Linked DNA regions of Mus musculus: region 2 is linked to region 1. The links are chromatin contacts, called in public promoter capture Hi-C maps. All regions are on one chromosome and are shown on one strand. Each heading gives the region's core, a stretch centred on a gene start, on an enhancer-like site or on the middle of the called end of the contact. The rest is flanking DNA. Distances are from core to core; before and after follow the strand shown.

The links. Promoter capture Hi-C pulls out the DNA fragments that hold promoters and counts their contacts.
Region 2: a contact with region 1 is called in a promoter capture Hi-C map of hippocampal neurons, with 1.7 times the contacts expected there. The contact joins the promoter of Mga here to the enhancer-like site in region 1. A contact is called at or near these places in 4 of 39 promoter capture datasets (the 3T3-L1 cell line, embryonic stem cells, hippocampal neurons and 1 more), 1 of 15 datasets of contacts at CTCF or cohesin (the NIH/3T3 cell line), 12 of 484 Hi-C or Micro-C datasets (B cells, the G1E-ER4 cell line, cerebral cortex and 4 more), 10 of 115 datasets of contacts at active chromatin or transcription factors (differentiating embryonic stem cells, embryonic forebrain, embryonic hindbrain and 6 more) and 5 of 9 other capture datasets (adipose tissue, embryonic stem cells, liver and 2 more).

What each region holds. Positions count from the first base shown.
Region 1 is chr2:119,815,088-119,818,926 of GRCm38.p6, forward strand. Tyro3 (TYRO3 protein tyrosine kinase 3) reads left to right here. Exons shown (of 19, transcript NM_019392.2): 19 at 1,557-3,017. The coding sequence ends at 1,947. Among named protein-coding and RNA genes, the nearest start is that of Tyro3, 17 kb to the left of the region's middle. Within about 2 kb of position 2,219, at least 72 of the 459 cell types and tissues checked have an H3K27ac peak or open chromatin away from gene starts, as enhancers often do. A contact at or near this core is called in cerebral cortex, cortical neurons, differentiating embryonic stem cells and 2 more, where this site is marked.
Region 2 is chr2:119,895,956-119,899,817 of GRCm38.p6, forward strand. Mga (MAX gene associated) reads left to right here and starts at 1,273. Exons shown (of 24, transcript NM_013720.2): 1 at 1,273-1,391.

The DNA of each region.
Region 1 (3,839 bases), core at 969-3,468:
ATTCTTGGCAGAGAAAGAGGACTGGAAACTTTTCTGAAAATGTAAGCATACATGAGTGGGTGCTGCCTCGTGTGGACTTGGGACAAAAGAGGAAAAGTACATGTCTGCCCCCTCAAAAGATAACCCCGAGTCCAGGGTCTGGGATATGGTAACTCGGCAGTAGAGTACTTGCTTAATATACGCTAGGCTGTAGGCCAAAAAACAAGAAAAACAATCCTGCCTCCAGTCTTTTGTGTAAGACAAAAGTGCTTTTATTTTAGTCCCCTCCTGAGACTGCTCAGAAGAAAGATGGGCACTAGCTAGCCCTTGTGGCTTCAAGTCATAGTTCTGTGGCTTTGGGGAACTTGTTTGAGATGATCTCACTTATCTTAGACTAGTCTCACATGAGCTTAGAGCTGAGAGGTACCCTAGACTTCAGATCCTCCTGCCACCACGCCCAAGTGTCAGAATCCCAGCGGTGTAGCACTTATGAGGTACTGGAGGTCATACCTGGGACTCTGTGCACACTGAGCAAGCATCCTACCAACCGACTGCATTCCAGGCCTGTGTTTTATTTTCTGAAATAGGGCTTTGCTATGTCGCTCATACTCAAACTGTATCTTAAGCCTGCCTCAAACTGGTGCCAGTCCTCCTGCCTCCACCTCCTGAGTGCCAAGGTTACAGGTATGCATCCCATGAAAGCCTGCTCTGTTACTTGCTACTTCACTAAGGATTTTTTATTTAAAGATTTATTTATTTTATTTATATGAGTACACTGTCACTGTCTTCAGACACACCAGAAGAGGGCATCAGATCCCATCACAGATGGTTGTGAGCCACCATGTGGTTCTGGGAATTGAACTCAGAACCCCCAGAAGAGCAGTTGGTACTCTTTAACCCGAGCCATCTCTCCAGCCCTTGGTTTGGTTTTTTGAGACAGGGTTTCTCTGTGTAGCCCTGGCTGTCCTGGAACTCACTCTGTAGACCAGCCTGGCCTTGAACTCAGAAATCCACCTGCCTCTGCCTCCCAAGTGCTGAGATTAAAGGCGTGCGCTACCACTGCCCATCTTGAACTAGTATTTTTTTAAAGATTTATTTTTAAGCTGGGTGATGTTGGCACAGGCCTATAATCTCAGTACTCAGGACGCAAAGGCAAGTAGTGAAAGCCAAAGCACTATTGAAACTGCTGAGCCATCTCTCCACACTTCAATTTCCATATTTTACATAGGAACTGTTAAATGTAGGTCTGGCAAGATGGCAGAGCAGGTAAGAGTGCTTGCTGCCAAGCCAGAAGGCCTAAGTTCGATCCCATAGACCCACGTTGTAGGAGAGAGCCAGTCCCTAAAACTTGACCTTTGACTTCGAACAAGTGTGCTGAGGTACATGCATGAGGTCATGAGCATGTATGCATTCACACACACATATATACATACACGAAATGCATATAATTTAACCCGACACGTAGTTATCCTTCTACAGTACTGTTAAAAGAATGAGTTATTTTCCCATCTCAGCGTCATATGGTCGGGAGGTCCTCTGCTTTGTGGCTACTATGTCCCCGTATTCTTTTACCTCAGGTATGATCTCATGTACCAGTGCTGGAGCGCCGACCCCAAGCAGCGCCCAAGCTTCACGTGTCTGCGAATGGAACTGGAGAACATTCTGGGCCACCTGTCTGTGCTGTCCACCAGCCAGGACCCCTTGTACATCAACATTGAGAGAGCTGAGCAGCCTACTGAGAGTGGCAGCCCTGAGGTCCACTGTGGAGAGCGATCCAGCAGCGAGGCAGGGGACGGCAGTGGCGTGGGGGCAGTAGGTGGCATCCCCAGTGACTCTCGGTACATCTTCAGCCCCGGAGGGCTATCCGAGTCACCAGGGCAGCTGGAGCAGCAGCCAGAAAGCCCCCTCAATGAGAACCAGAGGCTGTTGTTGCTGCAGCAAGGGCTACTGCCTCACAGTAGCTGTTAACCCTCAGGCAGAGGAAAGTTGGGGCCCCTGGCTCTGCTGACCGCTGTGCTGCCTGACTAGGCCCAGTCTGATCACAGCCCAGGCAGCAAGGTATGGAGGCTCCTGTGGTAGCCCTCCCAAGCTGTGCTGGCGCCTGGACGGACCAAATTGCCCAATCCCAGTTCTTCCTGCAGCCGCTCTGGCCAGCCTGGCATCAGTTCAGGCCTTGGCTTAGAGGAGGTGAGCCAGAGCTGGTTGCCTGAATGCAGGCAGCTGGCAGGAGGGGAGGGTGGCTATGTTTCCATGGGTACCATGGGTGTGGATGGCAGTAAGGGAGGGTAGCAACAGCCCTGTGGGCCCCTACCCTCCTGGCTGAGCTGCTCCTACTTTAGTGCATGCTTGGAGCCGCCTGCAGCCTGGAACTCAGCACTGCCCACCACACTTGGGCCGAAATGCCAGGTTTGCCCCTCTTAAGTCACAAAGAGATGTCCATGTATTGTTCCCTTTTAGGTGATGATTAGGAAGGGATTGGCACACTTGGGTCCCTAAGCCCTATGGCAGGAAATGGTGGGATATTCTCAGGTCTGAATCCTCATCATCTTCCTGATTCCCCACCCTGCAAAGGCCTGGAACTGGCTGTGGGGCTCTGAGGCATGCTGAAGGACAAAAGGTTACAGAGATCCGACTTCAAAAGGCAGGGTCTGAGTCTGGCAGGTGGAGAGGTGCTAAGGGGCTGGTCCAGGAGTCAGGCATTTCAGGACCCCTCCAAGCTTCTACAGTCTGTCTGAGCATGCTACCAAGCCCCCAGATACCCCAAAACTAACAGAGGCAGTTTTGTCTGAGCCCAGCCCTCCCACATGATGACCCTTAGGTCTACCCTCCTCTCTAAATGGACATCCTCGTTTGTCCCAAGTCTCCAGAGAGACTACTGATGGCTGATGTGGGTAAGAAAAGTTCCAGGAACCAGGGCTGGGGTGGAACCAGGGCTGGGGTTGAGGCAGGCTCTTGGGCAGGCTCTTGCTGTTAGGAACATTTCTAAGCTATTAAGTTGCTGTTTCAAAACAAATAAAATTGAAACATAAAGAATCAAAGCTTTGTTTTGTTTTTTACTGATATTGGTTGTTTGGAGTTTTTGTTGTTTTGAGACAGGGTCTTAACTAGGTATCCCCAGCTGGTCTGGAACTCACAAAGATGGACCTGCCTTGTTCTGAGTGCTGGGATTAAAGGCACGTGCTACCATTCCCAACCCAAGGCTTTGTCTTTTAAATGTTTACTTTTTTCCCCTTTTGGATCACAAAACAATGAAGCATTCTTGCACAGAGAAAAGTCTAGAAAAGACATGCCGGAGTGTAGACAGTTATCTTTACGTGATATGATTAAGGAAACCTTTTTCTTACTGTATCTTAAAGTTCAACCCAGTGTGCTTCTCATAAGCAGATTAGATAGACCCCAGTAATTCTTACCATGTTCAAGATAATATATAATCTTTGTAGACAACTAGGAAAGTGTAGAATGTCTGTAATCCCACCACCCCACAGTAATAACTCCCACTGGACTCTGGGAAGTGCAAACATTTTGACATTTAAGTTGGAACAGAGGCACTCTACACCCACTACCAAACATTTCCCTGGGTCCTCATCTCTCCACCCCTGCGGGAACCTGGGAATCAGTAGTCAAAGAAAGGTGAGCCTCTTAGAAACAGAGTTGTTTCCCAGTATTTCCACCTGCAACCTCATTTCCACGTGAGCTCCTGGCTTTCCGCAACAGGAGGCAAGCAGATCATGTCTCTGCCGGGACGGAAACTGGGAGAGGCAGAGCCACAGCCCTGCTGGCTGAGGGCAATGGAATGAGGTAGGCCCCTTCCCGGAGCAAGTGTCCTGAAAAACCTGTTGCTGGTTCTACAGGTCAGGTTT
Region 2 (3,862 bases), core at 23-2,522, 80 kb after region 1:
TGTCCTTCCTCTTGGCTCCATCCTTACATTCTTGGTTTCCTTCAAAGTGTTTGTATTGTCACTTAGCACAAAATAAGTTTTTCTATTATCTCTTGAGAGTGAAAAGTTTGGGAATATGGACTGCATTTTATGTTTTCTACTTAATTATTTCGTAATTACTCCTTTTCACTTTAAACATTTACTGGTAGGTTAGCAGCATGAAAGTAGTAAATGGTAGAGAAAAAAACCTAAAATTTTTGATGTTTGGTTGAGAATTATTGCTCTCTGACTTAGTTTGGCAATTGTCTGACATACTTGTTGGTTAATGTTTTCTTTACATTTTTAAGCTTCATTGTCTTGAAGAAGCAACAACAACAACAAAAATATACATTGTTGGTTAATGTTTTCTTTACATTTTTAAGCTTCATTGTCTTGAAGAAGCAACAACAACAACAAAAATATTCTTGACCATTTCTTTTTAAGACATCTTTCATCTTGGTATCAGGCAATTTAGTGGCAGCTCTTTTTCCTTTATAGAACCTTTCTTTGCTTTGCTTTTCATTCCAGCACGGTGTCTTGGCAGCCTAGCCTACTCTGGAACGTGAACTCACTATAGAATTCAGGTTAGCCTCGAACTCGCAGCAATCCTGCTTCAGCCTCAGTGTTGAGAATATAGGCATAAACTTCCATTCTCTGCGCTCAACAAGGCTTTCTCGAATTTTCCTAGTGTTCTTTGTTGGCGAATATTGGAAAATTGCTTACTCTTCTTTCGTGGTGTTTGCTTCAAGCTTTTCCAGTGTTCTGGTACTTTCCAACCCCATAGCACTTTGTACAGGAGGTCCTCCGTTTTTTTTTTTTTTTTTTTTTTTTTTTTGAAGGATTTGCGAAGCCAGGAGGTCTATGAAGCTTCATGTGGGTGGGGCTGGGTACGGCAGGGGCGGGGCCGGTGAGAAGTCTCTGGGAAAGGCTGAAGAGTCTTGTTGGGAAAGGCCTGGAGGGCAGTGGTTTCAGAATTTTCACGAAGGCTTCGAATACAGGATTGAGCGTATTGTGTACCTCTCTCCTGTCTCTCCTTTCCTGATTCTGGAAGCTTCATAAGTTCTTTCTGGATTACTAAAATGCGAAAAGGCTACGGCTTCGGCTCCGTGGGCGGAACCCAAGGGTCCTGACGCTGCTCCGGGCTGTTTGGCCTCCTGATGTTGGGGGAGGGGCAAAGAGGTGCTGCTCGCGCCTCCCTATGCGCCTGCGCGGTCGGCTCCAAGCTGGTAGGAGCGCGTGCGCAGTGACGTGGACATCCGGTGCGTGCGCAGGCTCTTCAGCTGAAGCGGACACACGGTGTGCGAACCCTTCAGAATAACCCTCCCCTAGAGGGATGTGAAGGACTCGGGGTGAGGCCGGCCACGCCCCGCACGGTAACTCTCGGGCCTGGGTGGAGGGCGTCGCTTCAATAGTGGCCCGATTGGAGTTTTTTTGAGTTTAAACCACTTGTGTATTTGAACGGCTTGCCCAGCGTTCCGCAGAGAGAGCTTCGCACGCCTGGGCCTGGCTGGGCCTTACGCTGTGCAGCCTTTGGTCCCTTGAGCGAGTTGCGCATGTCATCTCGCACGCCTCCCCGACCTCACTTCCGTGTCGCTCGGAGAACTAACTAGGAACATCGACGCCGGAGACCGAGACCACGAGGCGGGCGGGGTGAGAAGTGCCTACGGCACGGCCCTGCCCTCGCGTGCGTGGGGTGTTGAACAGCATGGCACGTTCCGCGTGACGATTTCTAGCCTGGTTATCGATGGAATAAGCACAGGTTTTAAGAGTTCAGCTCTCTGAGTTTCAACTCTCCGAGGGAAACAACCAATGTCTGTTTCTCCAAGGAACTGGATGCAGTGTTTTGACACCTATTCAAACATTTCCTAGCGTGTAATTTCGGGTCAAATTGAGGCAAGGCCCCGAATTTAATGAGGGGGCGATGAGTGAGTTGAATGAGAGTGAGAACTTTGTAAACAAAGGAGCTGTGATTTGTAAGTGCTAATTCGAAGGCGGAGAAAACAGGTAGGGAACAGGTGGTGGTTCCTTTTTCTCTTTCTGGGGTAACCTGACTGGTTTTCTGTCCATAGGACTTCCCGTTTCTGTTGAATTTTCAAGTACGTCTTTGAGTCGAGTGTAAGGTGCGCAAGGGCATTAGCCTTCTCTTTCGTTCCCCAAGAATGTCTCTTTTTCTCTGGCAAAAGGATGGTAGCAGGCATGGGTGAAGAGTGCCTGAAGAGTGGCTTGATTAGTAGAACGGGAAAAATCTCCGTCTGAGGGAGACCCACTCTTGTTCGCGTCGCCGAAGCCGACACGTGGATCTTGAGAAGTTAGGGCTCACTTATGCTCAGTCTGTGGGTGTTGTTGAGCTTGCCAAGCTTGCGTGTCCAAGTGCTTGGTCAACTCTGCCTGTCTTGCTGGCTTTTTGCGCACGACGCTGCTGCAGTTAAGGTGCAGGAGAGTAGCGAGAGGACTGCTGGGAAATGGGCTGGCGGGGTGACTAGTTGTGTAGTCTCCAAGGTAACCGAAAGCGGCTGAACAGCCTTAGGAACACAGGGTTCCGCCTGGCTGCACGTGATCCTTGGGACTCTACCCTGGAAGAGTTTTCTTTGCGACATTTTTTTCATGTTTGTGGCTAGCTGAAAAGCGAGTAACTGGAGGCTGTTTTATTTTTTTATACATAGGTAGTAAGTTGTGTCCACTTAACTGCAACACAAGTGAAAGACCTGAAATTTCATTCCCTGGGTGCATTGGCATATTTATTTCAAATTTGCTGTCCATTTCTGCAGTAAAGGTTAGTTTTTCAGGTTCTACTTAGTAACCCATAGGCAACTAAAAGCTTGTTAACTTGAATTGTTTCAGATTAATACCTACAAATGGAGATATGTAAAAAATTTGAGTTTCAAAATGCGATTTAATTTAATCAAAAGACAAACACCATAGTGAGCCTCCTGTATAGTAGTACATTTATCGTTTAAAAGGACATGGTTAGCATGGGCAACATTTAGAATGTGTTGACCATCATTTGAAATTTGTGTTTTAAAAGTAATATATTGATTTCGAATTTTGACTTGGTGTAGTTGAGTATGTAAATCATTTAATTGGGTTGCTACATAGTGTGTTTTATGGGTTGTATCAGGGTGACCATTATAATAAAAATTTCCCAAAGTTACAATTAATGCATCTTGCTACATTGTTTTAAATGACGTCTGTTAGAGAGTGTGAATATGTGTAGTGGGGGGACTGAGAATTTCTCTTTTTTTTAGATTAATTTATACGAGTACATTGTCACTGTCTTCAGACACATCAGATCTGAAGAAAGCATCAGATCCCATTACAGATGGTTGTGAGCCACCATGCGGTTGCTGCGAATTAAACTCAGGACCTCTGGAAGAGCAATCAGTACTCTTAACAACCATTGAACTATCTCTCTAGCCCAGGAATTTCTCTCTTTACAACTTAGTTTAAGGCCCTTTCCAACCCGTACTTTAATCTAGGTAAATGCTTGATGAGGAAAGGCTGAACCAAAAACTAGCCTGGCCTATGAGATTCTCCTGCCTCAGCCTCCCCAGTGCTGGGATTAAAGGTTTGCACCACCAGCCTGTGTTCTTTATTAAAACGTTAAGAGAGCAAAATACAGAGTACTTTAGAATATTGCCAGAATGGATTTCTTTTTTCTTTCTTGGAGTAGCCTAGCACTTCTAAAGTACATTTGATTTTAGCAGTGGACATTAAGGTTATCTTAGAGTTTAAGAGTAGTCTTTGTATGTGTGAAACAACATATTTCAAGCTGTAGATGAGAAAAATCAAGCATGGGATGGGGATATACAGTTCAGTGGTAAACCCACTTGTGAGAATGGTTCAG